2 separate regions of the Hordeum vulgare genome follow, and region 2 is linked to region 1. Evidence: chromatin contacts called from public Hi-C data. All regions are on one chromosome and are shown on one strand. Each heading gives the region's core, a stretch centred on a gene start, on an enhancer-like site or on the middle of the called end of the contact. The rest is flanking DNA. Distances are from core to core; before and after follow the strand shown.

Evidence for each region. Hi-C and Micro-C count contacts between places; a contact is called where the count stands out from the background.
Region 2: a Hi-C map of leaf shows a contact between it and region 1, with 4 times the contacts expected there. The contact joins two enhancer-like sites. A contact is called at or near these places in 4 of 6 Hi-C or Micro-C datasets (leaf and seedling) and 1 of 1 datasets of contacts at active chromatin or transcription factors (embryo).

The regions. Positions count from the first base shown.
Region 1 is chr3H:341,829,456-341,832,492 of MorexV3_pseudomolecules_assembly, reverse strand. It overlaps LOC123443805, which reads right to left. Exons shown (of 36, transcript XM_045120338.1): 35 at 2,992-3,037; 36 at 1,889-2,398. The coding sequence ends at 2,333. Among protein-coding and RNA genes, the nearest start is that of LOC123443805, 56 kb to the right of the region's middle. Within about 2 kb of position 1,527, at least 3 of the 3 cell types and tissues checked have open chromatin away from gene starts, as enhancers often do. A contact at or near this core is called in leaf and seedling, where this site is marked.
Region 2 is chr3H:342,080,333-342,083,221 of MorexV3_pseudomolecules_assembly, reverse strand. No RefSeq gene overlaps it. Among protein-coding and RNA genes, the nearest start is that of LOC123443805, 310 kb to the right of the region's middle. Within about 2 kb of position 1,496, at least 3 of the 3 cell types and tissues checked have open chromatin away from gene starts, as enhancers often do. A contact at or near this core is called in leaf and seedling, where this site is marked.

The DNA.
Region 1 (3,037 bases), core at 278-2,777:
CTTTTCGTCATGTGAGGTGACCCAACCCTGTCCGATCTCAGCCTATGGATGAATTTTTTTTCTCCTTCTCGCATTGACTCAAAGATGATTTTTTTTTTTGGTGTTGGCGTCTCCCTCTTTCAGATTTTTCACCCTCGAGCTTTGTTTTTTCCTTGCCCTCACTAGCCCAGCGAGACTTATAACTCTCCGCTTGACACCGGATCGAAGATTTGCCTCTTCGGGGGAAAGAGTCCTATGTTCTTGAGCCGTGTCCAAGTGTAAGATGACCTGGAGAGCCATGTGTTGCAAAATAGCATAAAGCCCCCTACAAGAAAATTTAAGATTACGGTTAGATCCTTCGCAGATAAGGCGCGCGCTGGGTCGAAGGTGCTGTAGCGCGAGAAGGAGCACCTGTGCCTTGCCTGTGGCGCCGCCGCCGTGGAGCGGGACGGGGATTGTGGTGGCAAACGCGAGGAGCAGGTGACGGCAGCAGCTAGCTAGCTAGCGGCGGTGCAACAGTAGTAGCTAGATAGCTCGTGGTGCTCGCGAGGTCGCACCTTGCAGCTCATGGGACAGCTCCAGCGACGACGACAACTCATGGGGCGGAGGCCGCTCATGGTGCTCGCGAGGTCACACCTTGCAGCTCGTGGGACAGCTCCAGTGATGGCGACGACTCATGGGCCGGAGGCAGCTCGCGGGACGGCATCTAGGATCCGATGGTCGCCGGCTTCGAGGCGTTCTGGCGAGGTCGTGCTAAAAGATCGTGGCAGGAGCTCAAAGTTCTATTCCGTCAACCGTTTCTTATTTTTAGGTCCATATGTACATATAGAGGAAACATACCGGAATATGTAAGATCCCACAAAAAATAACATTTTTTCGAGATCTATTTGGGGCAGAAAAAATGCCCTCCTCTTGTAAACTGGTCGGATAGCCCCTTTTACGAGTTGCTCTTAGCATATATTACTATCTTCATAACGAATGATGTCATATACTTCCTCCGTCCTAAAATAAGTTTTGCGGATTTAATACTAAATTAGTATAAATTTTGTATTAGATCAACGGCATTTTTTTTTTGAGACGGAGTAGATGTTCTCATTTATTACTTTGTAGAGCCATTTTACATTACAAATCCCTATGTGATGATAACATATTATGTTATTTTATTTGACTTTCTTCTTATTAATTATTTGTTACATTATCTTTTTTACTTATGTAACATCTGCTCCTTTCATTTTTAAATATAAATTATTTTAGATATTTCACTACAAACTATATACGGATGTATATAGACATTATTTTAAAATATGAATTCATTCATTTTGTTTTACATGTAGTTTATAATGAAAAAATTCTAAAAAGACTTATATTTAGAAATAGATGGAGTATTTTACTTTCAATATGACCAGCACAGTGAGTGAGTGAGTGGCGCACCCACTCTAGCTGCAGGCAAATGGCACCATCCAACGAAACCGCACCTTTTGGCCGTTGCTTGGCACACGCATCAGGTCTCTTCGTCGCTTCCAGTATTCCATCTGCTCCTTTTCGGGCACGCACTCGCATCGCAGCCCCAAATGGAACGCACGCTTGCTTCTTTCCAGCCCAGGCCCAGGCCCATGTTCCGCAGGCCACAAATACAAGCAGTTGCATGTACAACCATGCCACAAATACAAGCACAGTTGCCTAAAAAGACAAAAAACAAATACAAGCAGAGTCTTATAGGCTGTTGGGTAAATCACAAGTTGATTCCTCACTGAAGACCTCCTACCATGTCTCGAACCAAGAGGCTGTTGTTAGAGATGCTCTTGCTAGCTTTCACAAGATACAAAGAATGCGACTGGCACAAACCAGAAACATAACCATCGACAGTACCACCAAACATAATAATACTCCAATTGCACAGGGGAGGCACTAGCTGAAAGACTGATCTTTTTTCTCATGAGCTAAAAATCAAGAGTTCAAAGCTGCTACTTAAAGAGTGCATGCTGCATGTACAACTATTTTGCTATACAAATGTGCATCTAAAAAAACACAAGATCAGCCAAACTTTTGATAGAAACGTTGACTAAAGTGCGCACTAGACTTTCTGGATTGTCCATCCCTCATGGTAGAATTATCCGTCACTGATGCAATGGAACTGCAAAATTTACACCACACATAACGCATACATGCACTCCCATGTGCAAATGCATCAACAGCCACTCACCCGAAAACATATACAGATGAGTGGGTCTTGTCCTGAATTTGATCTCTGCATTAACCCACCTGGCCCAGAGCAGAATTCTGTTCCTTAGTGCAAACCCTTCTTCTTTTCACTAATTTAAATTCTCCCTCGGCAGAGTCAGAACACTTACAATTACATGTACTGGGCCAGCCATTGCTTGCACATATCAAGAACCGGCAATGCATTTGCATGTAATGCCTGTCAGGAGAATATGGAAGTCAGAAAAGAGAACAAAACAAATTCACTTCCCTTAATTCATCTATGCATCAGTTATATGTGAGAGATGTCTTCAAAATTAGTCCCTCAAATTTGATGTAACACCTGTTAAGTGTCATAACTTTCCAAGTATACTATTCGGCTTGAAGACAGGTCCAAATCAATACTTCTAAACAGCGGCCAACCGATAGGCCTCACTTGTCAATGACTCTGACATTTGACAAACTGATGCACTTTTAAGTGGAAGTGACTAATGGTACCATTATTAACGTTAATGGACCAAATAACAACATAAGTACTCCCTCTGTTCCTAAATATGTGTAGTGGTTTTAGTTCAAATTTGATGCACTTGTTTTGGAACGGAGGGAGTAACACTTGAAAGTTCAGGGGCCAAACAGATCTGACCTAAACATAAAGGAATCAAATCAGTACATTTTCATTTATTATTTACTGCAACTGATTTTGGTGCGCATCAGTCGGCCCCTTTGTTGTAATGGACGCAGGTAAAGGAAATCACATAAATTCATTTGATCATTAAGTGCCAACCATATGTAGATTTGTAAAAGATAGCTGACCTGATGGGCAACATATTGAACATCAGCTACGCTTCCACTTCGTGAG
Region 2 (2,889 bases), core at 247-2,746, 250 kb before region 1:
TTACTTGACGCGAGCGCCTTGATTGTTCATTTGGAGTTGCTTCTTCTTCTTCTTCTTCATCGATCTAGGATGTGTTCCAGGCCGGTAGCCTGGGATAGCAAGGATGGACGTCGTTCTTCTTTTCTCGTTTGTTTTCGTCCGTAGTCGGACCCTGCTCTTATTCATGATGTTGATGTATTGTACTGATGTGACTCTGATGTAGCTTGTGGCGAGTGTAAGCCAATTCTATATATATATATATATATATATCTTTTTTTCAGTACATGTACTTGTAACGATATCCACTCTTGCGACACGACGAGATGCGCTTCTATCCCTGACGAGGCTCTCGTGCCAAACTGAGGATAGGGTCGCATCTTGGGCGTGACGGACCGGGCGGCCAGCAGGGCATGGCGGTGCGGGGACGAGCGATGAGGTGTGACGGGCGGCCGGCGAGCGCAGCAGGCGCGGCGGCGAGGCGAGCGCGCGGCTGGCGCGACACGGCGACCGGTGCGGCGAGTAGCCGGCGCGAGCGGGCGTATGAGAGGGCAGGGTGCGGCCGAGGGGCGGCCAGCCGGCGCAGCACCATGGTTCCATGCAGCACGAGAATGAGCACGAGCTGGCTAGCCACCAGGGCATAGCGCTGCATGAGCTGGCCAGCACGACCATTGGCTGATGTGGTGGTCGGCGCGGCCGAGGCCAGCGTCCGGCGCGACGCAGCGGGCGTGGCCGGTGCAGCTGCGGTGTAGGGCGATGACGGCTACTGTAGCGCTCGGGAAAACAAAACGTGTGTCAGCTGGACGTCACGGGGCGTGTACATCTGGTACATCGCGGCGGTGTCGTGCTCATCTGGAGTACTTCTCATCACCGTCCCCCTAGATGTAGTCAACAAATCTCTCGTAATCCATGAACATCGACATTTGTCGGCGACGTGTTCGTGAGCGAGTTCAGGAGAGAGAAATCCACACCGTAGGTAGATAAAAATCGGAAAAAAACTAATCGTAAAAACGGAATCGTGATGACGAGGGAATCCATTTTTGCAAAGAGATGGATCGAATCGTATACCTCCGTGCAATCGACGAGAGCCTGCTTGGTGCAGGCTTGACGCAGGCTCGATGGAGAGTTGGTGGAGCGAAGCGTGCTGAGAACATGTTCCGCAACTCCTGCAGACGAGTTCGGTCCAAGGTTACGGAACGGGAGCGGACGTCGTAAACAATTACAGAAAGTAGAAGACACAAGGTGTAGGAAAGAATCAATATTTATTAATGATCAATTGTATTACAATAATTGTCTCTCCTCTACTTACATAGGGATATGGCGTAGAGGATAAGTATCCATTTAACTTGAATTTAGGAAACAAAAAGGGCTGACTGCGTGCGAGCCGCGCGAGCCTTGTTGGCCGGCTTGGTTTCCCAACAAATAGAAGAGACGAGAGGAAGTTGGGGGTGTGGCGGTTCGGTAGGTGTCCAACCAACACAAAGCGCACGCTGCACATCGCATCGGCAGACGCGTCACATGAACGACAAGGACGCGGGCGCTGCCGTTACTTTTGAACTGGACGCGTCGGATGGATTCGCCCCCGCACACCACGCGCCACTAGCGGACGCGCAAACCACCCGCCGGTCGCTGTCCCAAATCTCTCCCCACCCCGTCCCTTTCCTGCTTCTCTCTCTTGTGTCTCCCACCGTCGCAAGGGTACAACAAAGTCAGCCTCCAACCACCGCTTTACGTTTATCCTTTCCTTTTTGTTACGGTTTCTTTCAGTTTTCTTACACTATAATAGTCCATATTACTATAAGAAAAAAAATCATTACTATAAGTATTATTTGTTCCTTCGGTTGCACCGTGTCCCCGTACGTTGCACCATGGAATACAAATCAGATTTAATTGTAAATAAAATACTCGCAACTTTTTTCTCTGATTGATTGAGTGGTTTGTTCTGCCTGTGATGATTCCTCGGTTCCTCTTGCACCAAAAAAATAAAGATTATGATGATTCTTCGGTCCCTTCGTTCAAAACAAAAGAGAAAGTTTACTTTTTTTGTCTTTTTTACGAAAGTTAAGTTGAATCTGATCTCGTTTGGAAAAAAATTCAGATCTGACCTTTTTGCTATCGTTGAAATCCTTGACGGTAGTGTATGACAACCTACCGCCACGGACCCTGGTGGTACAAAAATGTTCTACCGCCGGAGGGGCTCACGGTAGCACATGTGAACGTACCGTCAAGGGGTCCGACGGTAGGCACAACCGCGTATTGTGTCCCCAACTTATAATTCTTTTTACGGTAGGTGTGTAACCCTATCGCCGGAGACCTCGGCGGTAGGTTGTTCTACCCTATTGTCAACGTCTCCACGATAGCAAAAAGGTCAGATGCGAAAAACTTTTTCAAGCAGATCAGTTTTGACTTAACTTTCACGAAAAGGTTAAAACAATGAATTTGGCCGCTAGTATACTACTACAAGGCAAACAAATCCAGCCGAATCTTTTGCTTGTTAAAGTTGCTATTTCTTTAATAAAAGTAGTCGTGCTCATCATGTTGCTTCAGCCAGTAGGAGTAGAACTGACACACTATCCTTTGGTGGAAGCCAAGCTAAAGAGCAACTAAAGCTGATATTCAGGCGCGTATTCGTATAAGTGGATTGGAGATCACGTCTCCCCTAAATAGGAAAAAGGACCTCCCGCTAAAAAACATGTGTCAAAAACTAAAAAAGACGCTCCTAGTTTGGCCAGCGGGGCAAATTATATCAAATATTGGTGGGGTTATTGTTGCATCAAGAGTATGAAAAATTGTATGGCCACTGTAATTATTTTCAATTCTCTTCATCAATTAACCGTGGGGACAAAAAAAATCAATTTGCAATGTGTATGCCTTTTTTTCCAGAAGAAACACTAGAAGACATTTTGGATTTAT